Linked DNA regions of Triticum aestivum: region 2 is linked to region 1. The links are chromatin contacts, called in public Hi-C maps. All regions are on one chromosome and are shown on one strand. The core of a region is the stretch at or near the end of the contact, and the rest is flanking DNA. Distances in the headings are between cores, read along the strand shown.

What was found. A called contact is a pair of places that touch in the nucleus more often than the background predicts.
Region 2: a contact with region 1 is called in a Hi-C map of leaf, with 6 times the contacts expected there. The contact joins the promoter of LOC123111424 here to the promoter of LOC123111423 in region 1. A contact is called at or near these places in 3 of 5 Hi-C or Micro-C datasets (all in leaf).

The regions. Positions count from the first base shown.
Region 1 is chr5B:285,478,049-285,482,797 of IWGSC CS RefSeq v2.1, reverse strand. LOC123111423 (protein DWARF 53) reads left to right here and starts at 1,984. Exons shown (of 3, transcript XM_044532218.1): 1 at 1,984-3,716. The coding sequence starts at 2,557.
Region 2 is chr5B:285,794,144-285,798,892 of IWGSC CS RefSeq v2.1, reverse strand. It overlaps LOC123111424 (E3 SUMO-protein ligase SIZ2), which reads right to left and starts at 2,324. Exons shown (of 16, transcript XM_044532219.1): 1 at 2,021-2,324; 2 at 908-988; 3 at 585-633; 4 at 408-486; 5 at 142-301. The coding sequence starts at 2,065.

The DNA of each region.
Region 1 (4,749 bases), core at 735-3,234:
AAAATGAAAAGAAAGTATACCACTTCAAATAAAAAACCGAAACAATTTAGTGCTTTCCGCCATTGGCTAATGGCCTTCCGCCATTATGACTTGAAAATTTTAGTGCCTTCCGCCATTGTGACCAGCTTCCACCATAGTGATCACTTACAAAAGAAAAAAATGGTGTAGCACTTGAAGAAAAAAGTGAAACAATAGTGCTTCCGCCAAATGCTAGCCAGCTTCCACCAAAAAGCAGAAAAATTAGCGTCGGCTTTCCGCCATCCGGACAGAAAGAGGATACGTGGTTGCTTTGGATTAGTCAAACAGATGTCTAGACTCCTGTAGAGCTCCCCTTTATTTGCCTCCAATTTGTAGGAAAACTGAAGTCCAGACGCGTTGGTGGACCGATGCGGGACTGAATTGGATGACAAAATGCATCTAGACAGCACGGTCCGGGCAGATGCAAGCGATTTGAGGGTCCACTTTGGAGATGCCCTTACGAGGCGAGGTGTGACTTCCTAGAGAAGTTCAAAATTGAGATTGATGTGAAATCAGATTTCAAGAATCTCTCATGAAAATGTCAACGACCATGAACTTCATTTGTCTCGCACATTGAACCTATCTCGGTTGACCTGGCCGGACAGCCCCTACACAAGACTATGAGATGGAAGCTGCACCTCTGGTTCTGATTCTCCAGGCTAGAACCCCGAATCACGCCGAAGAATCTAGTTAATAGGCACGGTATCTAGTCATAGTATGCTAGTATTTCGTTGAACATGTTATATGCTAGTTACAAGTCATATCATGTTAATTAACAATTTGATGAACTTAAATGATGTCATTTGGCTCTACCAGTAATGTCAACCCTAGATGCTATATGATATTACTGCTGCTACTAAACTGAAAAATGCTATCATTTGGCAAGGAAAACACCATCGTGTAGCTTCTTTTATGTGTAAATATCAAATTAGTGGTGTGGCCCTATTATGACATGCCACCAGCGATGAATATTACTGGTTGTGTGACTCGTTATCACACGCCATCAGTATATCCAGTACCGGTGGCGTGCCTCCACGTGACACGCCACCGATATATTTGTTATTGGTGGCGTGGGGGTGGGGGTCTGCACACCACCAATATATTTTATCAGTTGCGCGTATCGATGGCGTGGGGGCGACATGTCACGAAGGTGTTTTTTGACATGCCACCAGTAGCGTCTTGTGCGCTAGTGTATGTATAACCTTTCTACGATCAATCATGTCACTAAAATTTGCGATAAGAGAAAAGATACAGTGCATCAAATTGTTTCAACAGTGCAATTGATAAGTTACATTCTTTCGTAGGAAAATGTTAAGCATCACTCTCATGATTTTTTTGTGTAAGTTATGTCCACATCGATATGGATTGTGGCACACCGTATAAGATTCTAAGTCCCTCTCTGTAAGTTATCTAAACATCATCACACACACACACCACTTGTCACTAATTGGTAGGGCCAGAGCCCACTGTAAGCACAAAGACAACATTTCTAGTGGATTCTCTCTAGACCTATCTCTACTATGTACATTGCTTTCCATCATTAAAGAAAAATACTATGTACATTGCTCAATCCACTCATATGAGGAACACATTAAAACCGAAATGCATGTGTGGCTGGAAACGGGGAACAAATCAAATTGGAGACACACAAATATCTTTCGGCGCGCCTTGGATGGCACGGGTCGACAACAAAATCGAACGAATGTGATGTAAGCCTAACAATAAACAGAACAATAGACGTCTGCATCGAGCTAAAGATGCGGTTTGTTTCTCAAGCCACACACACACACACAAAAAAAACACTTTTTTTGCCCGCTCAAGGTGGATTCCTCAACTAGAAATGGCTGAAATTCCAGTTACAAACATGTAGTTGGACCGCGTCGGTAGCCAATAATTGGTGGTGCAAAAATCATGGGAGGACCATATGAGCACTTCAACAGCTGGGAATTCAAGATGGAGGCAGTGTGCATGCATCCTGTGACTGTACCCATAGCTTATGCTAGATCCCATTGCCTTGAGCATCTAGGGCTGGGCTACATGATCTCATGCCATTGTGTGAGGTAAATAGAAGGGAACAATCATGCTGCGGCAGCTAGGATGGGGAGGAGTACACGACAGAGCACGGCGAGCGGGGCTTATGGCTAAAAGGAGGAGGAATCTCGATCTCAATCCGCACTTGCACTGCCTCTACCGCTAGACAGTAGACACAGTGTGTGACGAGGGCTGCCGCATCGGCATATATGCTCCACCTCCACTCCACCAAATTTCCCCACTCCGATGCCATAAAAAGAGGAACAAGAAGATATCCGTCGTGGTTTATAAGCAAGCAATCCACCTTCTCTCCGAGCCGGTTATTATCCTCTCCCCTTCTCACCTGCAAGCGAAGCGGAAAATCCCAAGCGATTCTCGCTGTCGTTCGTCGCGGTTTACCCCTCGGGCTCGGGGGTTGGTTTTACGCTTCCGCCCCATGCCTGGTGAAAGGCAGTAATCCCAGCCAGCCAGGTCCACGCCCGAATCCGCCCGTGCGCCCGCGGAGAGATGCCCACGCCGGTGCCCACGGCGAGGCAGTGCCTCTCGCCGGCGGCCGTCACGGCCCTCGACGCCGCGGTCGTCTCCGCGCGCCGCAGGGTGCACGCGCAGACCACGTCGCTCCACCTCGTCGCCGCGCTGCTCGCGCAGCAGGCCCCGCCGCTCCTCCGCGACGCGCTCGCGCGGGCCCGCAGCGCCGCCTACTCCCCGCGCGTGCAGCTCAAGGCGCTCGAGCTCTGCTTCGCCGTCTCCCTCGACAGGCTCCCCTCCGCCTCCGCCTCCTCGTCGGCCTCGGGCGCCGACGAGCAGCCGGAGCCGCCCGTGTCCAACTCGCTCATGGCGGCCATCAAGCGCTCGCAGGCCAACCAGCGCCGCAACCCGGACACCTACCACTTCTACCACCAGGCCGCCTTCCAGGCCGCCACCGCCGCCTCGCAGGTCAGGGTCGAGCTCTCGCAGCTCCTGCTCGCCATCCTCGACGACCCCGTCGTCAGCCGCGTCTTTGACGACGCCGGCTTCCGCAGCGCTGACATCAAGCTCGCCATCCTCCGCCCCGCGCCGCCCATGCCGCTGCTCGGCCGCCTCCCTACGCGGGCCCGCCCGCCGCCTCTCTTCCTCTGCAGCTTCGCCGCCGCCGACGACGCCGACGTGCCCTCGCCCGCCGGGAGCATCGCAGGCGGCGCCGGCGAGGAGAACGGCCGCCGCATCGCCGAGATCCTCGCCCGGGGTCGCAACCCCATGCTCGTCGGTGTCGGGGCCGCGTCCGCCGCCGCAGACTTCGCCGCGGCCTCGCCGTACCGCGTCCTCCCCGTCTGTCCAAACTCCATCGACCAAACAGAACTCGGCGTGGAGGCGGCGATGGCTAGCGCCACCTCCGGTCTCGTCATAAGCGTTGGTGACCTCAGAGAACTGGTCCCCGATGACGGCGAGCTCCAGGAGAGGGGGCGCCGAGTGGTGGCGGAGGTGACGCGAGTGCTGGAGACGCACAGAGAGGGGCGTGTCTGGGTGATGGGGTGGTCGGCCACCTACGAGACCTACCTCACCTTCCTGTCCAAGTTCCCCTTGGTTGACAAGGACTGGGAGCTCCAGCTGCTGCCGATCACGGCGGTGCGCGCCGGCGGACTCATGCCTCCGGCAACCACGGCATCTCCTTTATCCAAGTCCGCAAGGTGAAGAAGCCCTTTCACTTTTGCACATATATACTCCCTCCGTCCGGAAATACTTGTCATTGAAATGGATGTATCTAGATGTATTTTAGTTGTAGATACATCCATTTTCATCCATTTTGATGACAAGTATTTCCGGACGGAGGGAGTATCTTTCATAGTAATTGTTTATGCTTAGGGTTTGATTGGCAACCATTTGGTGGCTGACTGGTCTCGGTGCTTAGTTTATAATCCGGATGTTTCTTAATTCGAAATTACTACACGTACGATACTTCTTGTCTGATGACCTACTAGTAGTAGTTTATGCCCTTGATTTTAGTTTAATGTTTTCATTCCATATAAGCGTGTACGCCCATCGTAGCATTGGGTATTCTTCAGCGATGCATGCTTCATTTGAGTGTACTGTAATTACTACTCAATAAGGTCTTTATTAAATATATAATCTATGTAGTTAGTAGAACCATTTTCTCCTGCCGACAGTTTATAGTGGTTTTACCTGCCCGGACATCCTTACTTAAGCGGTCAATGTGTTCATGCTTGTTACCGTATTTAAATTATGAAGTACGTCAAACTGAAGCTGTGTTATTGTGGTTGTTCCATCTATGGTTCAGTTCATTCTCTGCACATTTTCCTTTTCTTTCTGATACTGTACTATTCAAGTGTTCCGCGGTGGGGAAAATGGAACTCGAATTTTCAGAACTGTTTCATCTTGAATTCGGATAGTATACTTAAAAGATGATTTGGGTTGTACTGGTCAGAGCCAAGAGTCCACGAACATCTTATCTAAAATATACAATGATGGTTTTATCATTGACTAGTGGTGCTTAAGACACGGAGTGTTTCCATGCAGTATATTCTTTTGGATACATTAGTAACTAAACTTGATTATTACATGAAGATTCTTTATATGCACTTACTGCATCTGGGTTGATAATGTGATGTCTAGTAGTTTCAGATATTCGACCCATCTTGTTTTTAATTTTATTTGATGGGTACTAGCCATATTCTTCAGTAATTCTTTGGCTCGCTGTTTGTT
Region 2 (4,749 bases), core at 1,075-3,574, 320 kb before region 1:
ATGTACATAAATAAACTGATTTAATGATTCAACATAAAATCTGCATAATCAAGGAACAAATTGTGGTCTTACTGCATTGGTTGGAGAAAATGAAAAAACAATCAAACTGTCAAGTAGTCATATTTGTGATGAAAACTGTACCTTTATCATGGATCCATTGGCCATGGAGCTACCACAAGGACAACGGACCTTGACATCCTTTTGAGCAGAACCATTTAACTTTTTTTTAGGCTTTACACTTTGTCCTGAATCAATCTGATTTGGTGAGGCTGCAGCAGAATTTGCAGGACTGTGCAGTTTCCTAGATAGTAAGCGAAAACAGATAGTATGAGTGTATGACAAAACACAGGAGTCAATCCAAATAATACAAACACAAGGTCAATATGTGAACAAATGTATAAACTCACCTAAAGGTTTCATCAACTATTTTCAACACGGTTTCTTTTTCAACCGCCGGTTTCTTTGTTAAGCCATTCAGTTGTGATACTGCAAGAACAATATGAAAGTTATTCCTCTTGTACCTTTAGACAAACACCAGTATAAAAGGGCCATTTTTGGAAGAAGAAAGACAAAAAACAATGCACCTTGATCTTGTTGATCACATAGTATTGCTAAGATTTTATCCACCAATTCCTGGAATTGTAAAGCAAAATCAGAAAAACGAAAAATGGCTTAGAAGTAAATACTCAATATAAGTACTAAAAGGCACAGAGAAGTTAATTAGTTCCGAAAGATGTTACAGTATTGGTAAGGATGACTTGACAATCCAATCGATTATTTGTTCCCAAAGTAAAGGGAAGATTGAAACATTTGAGCAAGTGATGTAAACTTGTAAAGTAAAGCAATAAGTAGAATTTATATTTGTAGAATGTATTCATGTAGATATACGAAATTGCATTGAACAAACCTGCTTCTTTCCTTGCCTTGAAAGTCCAAGCAGATGCAGGACATCTTTTAGCTCTTTTATTCGGAAGTGCTTCAACTTGTCCTGCAACAAAGCAATTAGCTATCAGCGACATAAAACAGATGAATAAGCCACATATGTCTATTCCTTTAGGACAAGACTAACACATACATGAAAAGGGGCGCTATATAAGATAATCACTTGTATAGACCACTCCAATTGATTATACATAGTGATGTAAACAAGAAACAAGTTTTATCAGATGATGCGAGGAGCTGAGGGCAGAAATATCGATGCTGCTGCTATCCTGTATACTATACATGAGTAAGGGCATGGTATAGTGTAATATAACGTCAGTTCTGGACTGTTGTCGAATGCTTGAGTAAGAGCACCCAGTAGCTATCAACTACAATATACAGATATTAAGTACCACTAAAGTGAAGGTGACACAGCAATGACATTTAGCAATGGAACTCGAATCTAAAACTTGGTTACTATTGCATCCCTCCAAACAATCTTACTGAAGTGAAGTTGCCAAGCAATGTAAACAGTACCAGCGCAAGAGAACGGCAAACAGATAAAGAAATCAGCTAGTTTTGCGGAAACAAGCAACGCAAGAAGACTAAGAAATACTAACTGTGAGGAGTTTCAGCACCTAGCAAAATGTTAGTAGGGCATGTCAGCTTGGGCGTCAGCAATGTCGAATCCCAAATTGCAATCTCTACAGAAAACAACTTGTAACGATGTAAGATGCGCAGCTGCCGTCTAATTGTAAGCAGTTATATGTATGGACCTAGTAGCCAAACTTGGTAAGTAAAGCTAGTTTAAGTTACAGAAGGGAATTGAGAAGCGACGATCAATCAAGAGTTTCCCTGTCCCTAATCTGCTAAGCAGAAACCTATTAAGCGGTAGGAGTACGAAACTAATCAAGATGGCTCGTCAGAGTTCTATGTTATGGAGGGGGTCGCCGGGGGAGGGCCGTAGAATTAGAACCGACCCGTCACCAGATTGAGGTCGCCGTCGTGCAGAGTAGAAGCGGGCATCCACCGCGGAACACGTCCCGATGGAATCGCAAAAGTATGAGGCATGAAGGAATATGCGCAGAGATGCGGATACCTTGCAACCGGCGAGCGCTGCATCGTCGGCGGACTCCGGCTCCATGGCGGCTCTGGCCGGGGGGCAAATCCAATGCGATGACGCCCTACGCGAGGCGGGCGGAGTGCAGGGAGGAGCGGCGGCGGAGGATTGGAAGAGGCTAGAATAATCGCGGCGGCCGGAGGAGGAGGGCCCTCTCCGCTCCGTTGGCGTGCGGCGGCTCGCGGGCGTGGCGGCCTGGCTGCTCTCTCTTCTCCTCCTCTTTTCTTCGGGTGACGACGACGACCGAGGGAAGAAACCTACGACGGGATCTGGGCGGGACGCGTGTACCCTACGAGGACTGGCACGAATCTTAATACTCTCTCCCCCGCTCAAGCGACAAATCCGACTTTGATTAGGGTCTTTTTTAGGGACTTTGATTAGGTAAGTCTTTGGAGTAACTTCCGTTACATATGGCGTAGTATGACTTATCGTACACATCCGTCACGTATGAAAACAACCAGTAATGTCCTTTTTAGTGAAAAAAACAACCAGTAATGTCAACGTCTTGTTGTGAACTTAGCTTAGCTCTCATGATTAGTTTTTTTTTGTATTATGCCTTTTATATTTATAAATATAAATATTTTACAACCATACAATAATTAAAAAAATATTTATATATTATTATCTAAATGTTATAGTTTCATGCAACCAAATATATCATATATTGCAATACATTCACGCACCAATGTGTGAGATAACATCTAATCTTATATACTTAAATAGTTAATCTCCACTAACTCCAATTCTCTCAACATGTAAATATACCACATCATCATGTCAGCATGTATTAACTAAATAATTCATATTCACTAACTCCAATTCTCTCAACATGCAAGTATGACATCTCATCATGCCACTATCATGGGGAAAGACCTACATTAACATGCACCATGCATGCTACTCATATTTAATAAATGTTCTACAACTTTAGAATAATCAAATGCAGTAAATTATATGCTAGTTTCAGTTCACACATTGTTAGTCAAAATACCAATGTTTCATACAAACAAATCTCAATGAAATAATTTCAAATAGTTCCCGCAACAACGTGTGGGGTATCATCTTTAGTTCAAAAAATATACATGTCATTTGCTCTTATTTGTGTGCTCACATGTCATTAACCCTTCTTTATGTAGTTACTATTTCCTTTTTCTTTTAATCCATTAACACTAATGGCAGTCCCAATGCTTATTTTAAGCTATCTTATATGCATTAAGTATGTATTTAGATATAGCTTGTCCAATGCATTACTTCTATATCTTGTTGGCGTATCTATCATATATTGCAATACATTCACGCGCCAATGTGTGAGATAACATCTAATCTTATATACTTAAATAGTTAATCTCCACTAACTCCAATTCTCTCAACATGTAAATATACCACATCATCATGTCAGCATGTATTAACTAAATAATTCATATTCACTAACTCCAATTCTCTCAACATGCAAGTATGACATCTCATCATGCCACTATCATGGGGAAAGACCTACATTAACATGCACCATGCATGCTACTCATATTTAATAAATGTTCTACAACTTTAGAATAATCAAATGCAGTAAATTATATGCTAGTTTCAGTTCACACATTGTTAGTCAAAATACCAATGTTTCATACAAACAAATCTCAATGAAATAATTTCAAATAGTTCCCGCAACAACGTGTGGGGTATCATCTTTAGTTCAAAAAATATACATGTCATTTGCTCTTATTTGTGTGCTCACATGTCATTAACCCTTCTTTATGTAGTTACTATTTCCTTTTTCTTTTAATCCATTAACACTAATGGCAGTCCCAATGCTTATTTCAAGCTATCTTATATGCATTAAGTATGTATTTAGATATAGCTTGTCCAATGCATTACTTCTATATCTTGTTGGCGTATCTAAAAGAGTTCTTATTTAACATGTTTTGTGTGAGGAAAAGTATGACTTGTCTTGATTTTTATGCTAAGAGCTATATCCAGATTAAGATATGATAGCTCTCTCTTCCCTCATTAAATAATGTGTTACAATACATCTAACTTTGCTTATGTGTCATGATCAAAAATTTGCGATCCTATCTTCAGAAATTTTGAAACATATCACATGTTGATATGTTCCAACAATGATTTTTTTGAAGCACAAGTTAACAACTAACTTGTACTCCCCGTGATAATATGCATGTGCTTCACTTATGCTTCCTTGTGAACCACAAGACGAGGGCACATGTAGTGTGACGTGCTACAGTACACACACGGAACCGATGGAAAAATCGAAGTAAGAAATCCAAACAAAAGAATCAAGAAATAAACCACCGAGGCTCTTTTATGTAGGCTTTTCTGCAACTGCGACCTCCTGCGCGCCGGGAAGCTATACAGATGGTATGTCTCGCCAATTGTGAAATGCAGTGTCCACTTGCCAACACGGCGCGCTAAATTGGGTTGGCAAACATGATGAATGTTTTTGTACGGATCGCCCGCTTCCAGCACAGGGCCGGGTCATTTTTTTCTTCTTCTTGTTTTTTATCTTTATTACCTTTTCCTGTTGTTCACGTTTATTATTTTTAATCAAAATACTACATTTTATTACACACATATATTTTCTTTTATCCTGTTTGCTTTTTGTCTTTTCTTCTTTATTTTTTCCAAAAAATTACAAACACATTTTGAAAATACATGCTTTATTTTGAAAATGTGTGAACACTTCTTAAAAATTAAAAAAT